Linked DNA regions of Pan troglodytes: region 2 is linked to region 1. The links are chromatin contacts, called in public HiChIP or PLAC-seq maps. All regions are on one chromosome and are shown on one strand. Each heading gives the region's core, a stretch centred on a gene start, on an enhancer-like site or on the middle of the called end of the contact. The rest is flanking DNA. Distances are from core to core; before and after follow the strand shown.

Region 1 (3,340 bases), core at 5-2,504:
GCTGTACTTGGAGAGAAGGGCATTGCAATTCATTTAAAATGGGAGGCTTCCAGTGGTCCCTAGGAAAGGAGTTAAAAACCCCACAAAACGTCCAGCTTGAAGGAGTCTGCTTTTCCCAGAGATTCATAGGGCACAATGGTCCTGGAATCTGGTTTGACCTTGCGGTCTTTGCAGGTGATGATTTCAGGCCACTCCACGGTGGTCCCCTGCACTTCTGGCTGGCTGCTTGGTTAGCATAGCCTCCTGCCCGCGGAGGGAGGCGGGAAGGGCTTACCCCGTCTCCTGCATCCGTGAGGAAGTATAAGTCAGCCTGCCGGAGAACTCCCCGCGTTCGTTTCCTCTCGGACTTCCAACCCAGGCAGTGGGCTGGAACTAAAGTGGGAACCTCCAACAACAAACAAGTACAACATACCCAAAAGAGGGAAGGGCTGGAGGAGTGGGGGAGACCTCTGCCTGGGAATTTGCCAGACGATGGGGAAGTTTCCCCCCGCCCCCCCCCCCGCCTTTTCATTCATAAATGCCACTGTGGGTATTAATTTGCAATTCACTGAACTTTGCTAATAAACATCATGCCAAAACTTTGGGACTTGTTCCGAACACGCCTCTTTGAAGTCCACAAATATTCCTGGCTCAGAGACACACTCCTCTTCCCCGTTCTACTCTTTCAACAGATAACTTGCCTCTCACCTTCGCTGTAAACAAGCAAACAGCTCACTGCCTTCCCGGGTGAGGGCTTCAGTGGCTGCCCGGTCAACTCGCATCACCAAACAAAACGACTTTTGTTCCTCCCTCTCAGGTCCTCCCACCCACCCAGTCCAGGCAAAGTTCTGAACTGGCCCCCCTCGCCCCTCACGACCCTCCAACTACCATCACCACCATCACGCCCCAAAGAACCCTTCCCAACATAAGTCGTAATTTAAGGTGGAAAAAACGAACTGTTTTCTTGACGGGTCTGGGACACACACACACACACACACACACACACACACACACACACACCGAACTGTTTTCTTGACGGGTCTGGGAGACAGACACACACACACAGACACACACAGACACACACACACACAGAGACACACACACACACACACAAAGGTGCAATGGAGCCAGGGGAGGCGCTTGGCAGCAGCCCGCGCCAACCAGCATTCCTGAGATGTTTGAGAATTCTGGAACGCGCAGACAGAGCCGACGTCACTGCAACACGCGGCGCCTCCGCCGGCCCGTATAAAAGGCGGGCTCCGGGGCGCCTGGGCAGACCGCGAGCGAGAGCGCCCCCGAGCAGCGCCCGCGCCCTCCGCGCCTTCTCCGCCGGGACCTCGAGCGAAAGACGCCCGCCCGCCGCCCAGCCCTCGCCTCCCTGCCCACCGGGCCCACCGCGCCGCCACCCCGACCCCGCTGCGCACGGCCTGTCCGCTGCACACCAGCTTGTTGGCGTCTTCGTCGCCGCGCTCGCCCCGGGCTACTCCTGCGCGCCACAATGAGCTCCCGCATCGCCAGGGCGCTCGCCTTAGTCGTCACCCTTCTCCACTTGACCAGGCTGGTGAGTTGGACTCTCCTTTTGCCACCTATTCCCCGTCCGCTCTCCAGCCCCTTCCCCTGGTCCCAGATTGCCCACGGCAGGAAAAGTTAAAAAGTTCGCGATCGTTTGCGGGTAGCCGTTTCTTTAAGCACTCTCCCCCTCCCACCGAAGACGTGTCGGGACCTCTTGGTGGGAGCAGCCTTCCGAGGTGGCCGGGCTGGACGAGATCAGAGGCTCCCCGTCGACAGGGTCGGAGACCCCCGTCCCTCCCTGCGGCAGCCGCGGCGCCCCTCCTGCGCACCGCGCCGAGTCTCACGCGTATCTTCTCCCCCTTCCAGGCGCTCTCCACCTGCCCCGCTGCCTGCCACTGCCCCCTGGAGGCGCCCAAGTGCGCGCCGGGAGTCGGGCTGGTCCGGGACGGCTGCGGCTGCTGTAAGGTCTGCGCCAAGCAGCTCAACGAGGACTGCAGCAAAACGCAGCCCTGCGACCACACCAAGGGGCTGGAATGCAACTTCGGCGCCAGCTCCACCGCTCTGAAGGGGATCTGCAGAGGTAAGATGCTTGTGGTTTGGCCCCTTTAAAAAAAAATACTAGTCCCCATAGTCCAGAAGTTTAGTAATTCTGAGACCATGTATGGTGATGCTTTGTTGTTGGTAGCTTGGCAGAAAGGCACATGATTTCAGCAGTCTGGAATGCAATTCAGTGTGTCTGGGCCCAACGAAAGCGCATACGGAAAAGTGATTCCTGACTAACTTATTGTTCTGGTCTGGAGTCTCCGGGGAATTGTAGGGAACTTTACCATAAATTGAATTTAACAGCAGAAAATATGTATGAGTTTCAGGCGGTGGTTTGGAATCTTAACTTTATCCCCTTCTACCTTTCTCTTTTGGTGATCTTTGCAGCTCAGTCAGAGGGCAGACCCTGTGAATATAACTCCAGAATCTACCAAAACGGGGAAAGTTTCCAGCCCAACTGTAAACATCAGTGCACATGTATTGATGGCGCCGTGGGCTGCATTCCTCTGTGTCCCCAAGAACTATCTCTCCCCAACTTGGGCTGTCCCAACCCTCGGCTGGTCAAAGTTAGCGGGCAGTGCTGCGAGGAGTGGGTCTGTGACGAGGATAGTATCAAGGACCCCATGGAGGACCAGGACGGCCTCCTTGGCAAGGAGCTGGGATTCGATGCCTCCGAGGTGGAGTTGACGAGAAACAACGAATTGATTGCAGTTGGAAAAGGCAGCTCACTGAAGCGGCTCCCTGGTAAGTGGAGACTGAGCACTTCAGACACTGTACTGAGATGCATTTCTGGTCTAAATCTTTGTAGAAATGAGTACTTGAGCCTGTTTGTGTCGGTATGCCTCTGAGAAGTCTTCCCTCTTATTTGTCTCTAGTTTTTGGAATGGAGCCTCGCATCCTATACAACCCTTTACAAGGCCAGAAATGTATTGTTCAAACAACTTCATGGTCCCAGTGCTCAAAGACCTGTGGAACTGGTATCTCCACACGAGTTACCAATGACAACCCTGAGTGCCGCCTTGTGAAAGAAACCCGGATTTGTGAGGTGCGGCCTTGTGGACAGCCAGTGTACAGCAGCCTGAAAGTAAGTTCCTTCAGGGACGTGTAGACTGTTGCCTGGCAGGTGGGTGGGATGTGAACATCTTTTTGAAGAAAGAGAAATATCACCCCTAACTTTCCTTCTCTCCTTTCTCTTACAGAAGGGCAAGAAATGCAGCAAGACCAAGAAATCCCCCGAACCAGTCAGGTTTACTTACGCTGGATGTTTGAGTGTGAAGAAATACCGGCCCAAGTACTGCGGTTCCTG
Region 2 (3,727 bases), core at 1,213-3,712, 300 kb before region 1:
GGGCACCAAGTAGTTAATGTTTCAGGTGAATGCAAAACTCACTGCACTTATTTTGTGATTTAAAACAATCCCCCTCAAGAAATTGAGCTCTTTTCAAGTTAGGATTGTGTTTTCATTTTTAATTTTTGAACTGTTAGAACCAACCACAGTATCAGCCTCACAGTAGCATGTAATCCATATTTATTAAACTGTACTAAATCCAACTAACACAATGAGGCAAATAACTAGATAGGAGAAGGGGGAGACACTAAAGAAGTGGGAGGTCCCAAGACAAAGGGTGGTAGCACACCATTCATCAAGAAAGGCAATACAGCAGCAACAGTAAGCAACTTTGGGAAAAGGATAGTAAAAGTTCAATTTTTTGACAAGGTGAGCAATCTGTAGGATATAAAAGTAGATTTCCAGTAGACATTTGGAAATAAGGACCTAGAGTGGAGAGAAAAGTCCAAATATGTGGATAATTTTAAAACTTTCTAAGATCAGAAGACATTTTGAAAATATCATGAAAAAAATCTCTAAGAAAAAAGCATGCACATAGTTTTTCTCATAGACCTTTTGAAACCCATCCATGGTTTCCTCAAGGTTATTTATTTCTGATATAGGCGTAAAATGAAATCCTGAAGACAGATAACATCAATGAATTGACAGAGAAAAACAAAGACCTGGAAGCCACTCTTCACATCTGTACTTGTATACAGATCTTATTTCCTTCCACTTGTAATTTCTCAGTTCCTGTTTTATTAGCTGTAAAATGGGAATGGCAATTATCTTCTTTAGAGGCTGTTGCGAAGGTTAAGTGGGAACATTGTAAACTGTGTGACACAGCATCTGGAACATAGGAGGCCTAGCTCTTGGAAGTTCAAAGTTTTACTGGCACTCACCATGAATAAGACAACATTTATTCTACAGTAGTTATTTATGTTCCATTCTTATCTCAACTAGAATGTAAAGCAGGAAACTGATCTTCATTTTTTTGTATCCTTCCAGACCCAAGGCCAGTGCTTTCCATATAGCAAGTGCTCCATAAATCTCTGTTGAATGAGGAAACTAAGCACAACTCCCAGTCATATCCAGTTTCCTTCTGCTGGTGAGTCACACCAATTGTGAGTACAGTGTAATAAACCTTACAGGGAAGAGGAAGGGATTTGAAGTGGATGAACATTTAAAAAGTTGCCATCCTGTCCAGTTCATCAAAATGACTTTGTAAAAGTACTGCAGTGTTCAATAAGAACACGTTTCATGTTGAGTTTCTGTTTTTCACTTGACTTCAGATAAAGTATTTTAGTGATACTCATATAGGTCTCATCTGACAAAACAAGTAAACGCAAAGGAAAAAGAATGTCATATCTCAACAAAGCCATTCGTTACAAATAAATATGAAGGTTTATGTGGTTCTGCACTATCCGAGAAGAGCATAATTTAGCTGCTGAATATTTTCGACGTTTACCTGTACATTAATTCTCAGCTACGTGTATTCACTCCCCCAACCCCAATTTAAATATGTGGGCGTCTGCTTACTAGGGGAATTCCAGGTTGTGCTTTCAGCTGTTGAGCTTCCTCAAGCCCCCTATGCAAAAGAGCTTCACATTTTTGGTCCACTGCTTGGGATCCTTTACTTGGTACAGCCTTCGCCCTAGGCTGAGTGAGCAGCCTAGGCAGCCTGACTTAAGGATGAATCTGAGCCGCCAGTCCCTAACGAAGCATCTCCAAGAACCCAGTTAGGGGGAAAGCATGAGGAGATGAGTGAGGAGTGGGCAAGAATCAAAACTCCACTTGGCAACAAAGCCCAAGCTCTGCGTTTAGCGATGTAAAACCTGGATTGACAGATCACTGGAGGATCACTGCCACCAAGGTCCCTCGGATGCAGGGCTCGCCACAGTCTTCCTGTGCTAGGACTTTCCGCTCCTCCGACCTGGAGGATCCTCCTTGTCCTCGGACTCCAGGCTTCCGCTTTCCTCTCCCGCTGGGCTGCAGCCCGCCCCCGCCCGCCCTGGGCACAGCTGCGTTACTCACGTCTTTCTTCACTTCAGTGAGGTCCTCCTCGGTGAGGGACGGTGCGGTGGGCTCCATGGTGGAGGCGGGAGATGGCGCTTCTTCCGGGTCCGGGAGCTCGGGCTGCGCCGCCCCGCCCTGGCTGGGGGCTTCGGCCTCTGGGTAATGGGGAAGAAGGAGAGGAGGCGGAGCGGGTCGGGAGAAAGACGGCCGCCCCTTCGGGAACAGAGGGACTCGGGGGTCAAACCGTAGCGCTTCCGGCCCCGCCTCTGAGGTCGACGCGGAGCTCGGAGCAGCGTTCCCTCCCTCTCGTAGAGGCTCAGGCGCAGGCACCGCCCCACGGCGAGGCGCGTCCCTTAGCAGAGCCCGCCCTGTCTCTGCGGCAGCCTATCGTCGCCAGCCCGCGGGCCGATCCTGTTCCCGCCCCGACCGGAGCCTTTCGGGTGGCTCCGCCCACAGCGGGCGTTTCCTCAAGCCACGCCTGCGCAGGTCGTCGGTAAGTGGCCCGGGTTAGCTTCCTCATAAGGCATCGTTTCCGTGGGTGGGGTCCGTCAGTGCCCAGGCAGCTGGCACTCTCAGCCTTTGCTGCCTGCTCACTTCGGGGGAGTCCGGTATGGGCTTGTCAGTACCTTGGGTTCCTCCCCTTTTCCCAGACCCTGCCCTACAATTTCCTGTTGTTATGTTTGCCAGTTACTGTTTTGGTCACACACAAACGCACTCATACACACATACACATGCATACACACAAACAGCCTAACTACAATACTAAACAAATTTTTTAAAGAAAAAAAGAAACCACCTACAATCCCACCACTTTAACACTTAATTTAACGTTTGCATACTTTTTGGTCACTGTTCATTATAAACATAGTTTTTCCTTATTAGTTAATCTGTGTAATGGAGACAGATATGCTTACCTTTTAGGGCTGCCGGGATCATATGTAAAGTTCTTAAAGGTAGTTGGCACACAGTATGCACTCAACTGATTATTTATTTATTTATTTATTTATTTATTGAGACAGGATCTCACTCTGTCGCCCAGGCTGGAGTGCAGTGGTGCGATCTCGGCTCACTGCAGCTTCCACCTCCAGGGCTCAGGCGATCCTTCCACCTCAGCCACCAAGCAGCTGGGAGTCCAGCTAATTTTTTTGTATTTTTTATAGAGATGGAGTTTCGCCATGTTGCCCAGGCTGGTCTCAAACTCCTGGGCTCAAGCCATCCACCCTCCTCGGCTTCCCAAAGTGCAGGGACTACAGGCATGAGCCACCCAGCTCATCCTACTCAAACATTTATTGAGTCCTTACTAATATGTTCTAGGCAACTTATACTATGAGTCCTCCATTTTATAGGGGGAGACTGATGAAGAGACGACTATCCCCAGACCGTATTGTAACTACTATGGCGCTGTGTAAGAAGCAACCTGAGAAGTGTGGATGAAAAGCTACAGGTAGAGCCCTGGGCCCAAGACGATCGCTTGGACAACATGCTAAATAAACTATAAACTAGATGGTATTTGAAGCTACGAGAGTAGATAAAAATGACAGGAGGACCAAGGAGAAACTTGGGAACGCCAATGTTTAAGAAACGGGAAAGCGAAAAACACACACACACACACAAAAAAACAATGTAACCAGAGCCACAAAAACCAGAATCACAGCACAGGGATTCTGATGTTTACATTATGTCCTGTTTCCATGTTGACACATTATACATGGACAGTTTTTTTCTAATTGCT

The links. HiChIP or PLAC-seq counts read pairs in DNA pulled down with a chosen protein or histone mark.
Region 2: an H3K4me3 HiChIP or PLAC-seq map of stem cell-derived excitatory neurons shows a contact between it and region 1, with 2.9 times the contacts expected there. The contact joins the promoter of BCL10 here to the promoter of CCN1 in region 1. A contact is called at or near these places in 1 of 7 Hi-C or Micro-C datasets (stem cell-derived neural progenitor cells) and 1 of 1 datasets of contacts at active chromatin or transcription factors (stem cell-derived excitatory neurons).

The regions. Positions count from the first base shown.
Region 1 is chr1:145,488,628-145,491,967 of NHGRI_mPanTro3-v2.0_pri, reverse strand. It overlaps CCN1 (cellular communication network factor 1), which reads left to right and starts at 1,254. Exons shown (of 5, transcript NM_001098553.1): 1 at 1,254-1,540; 2 at 1,858-2,071; 3 at 2,422-2,778; 4 at 2,910-3,118; 5 at 3,234-3,340. The coding sequence starts at 1,478.
Region 2 is chr1:145,794,057-145,797,783 of NHGRI_mPanTro3-v2.0_pri, reverse strand. BCL10 (BCL10 immune signaling adaptor) reads right to left here and starts at 2,462. Exons shown (of 3, transcript XM_513526.8): 1 at 2,014-2,462. The coding sequence starts at 2,070.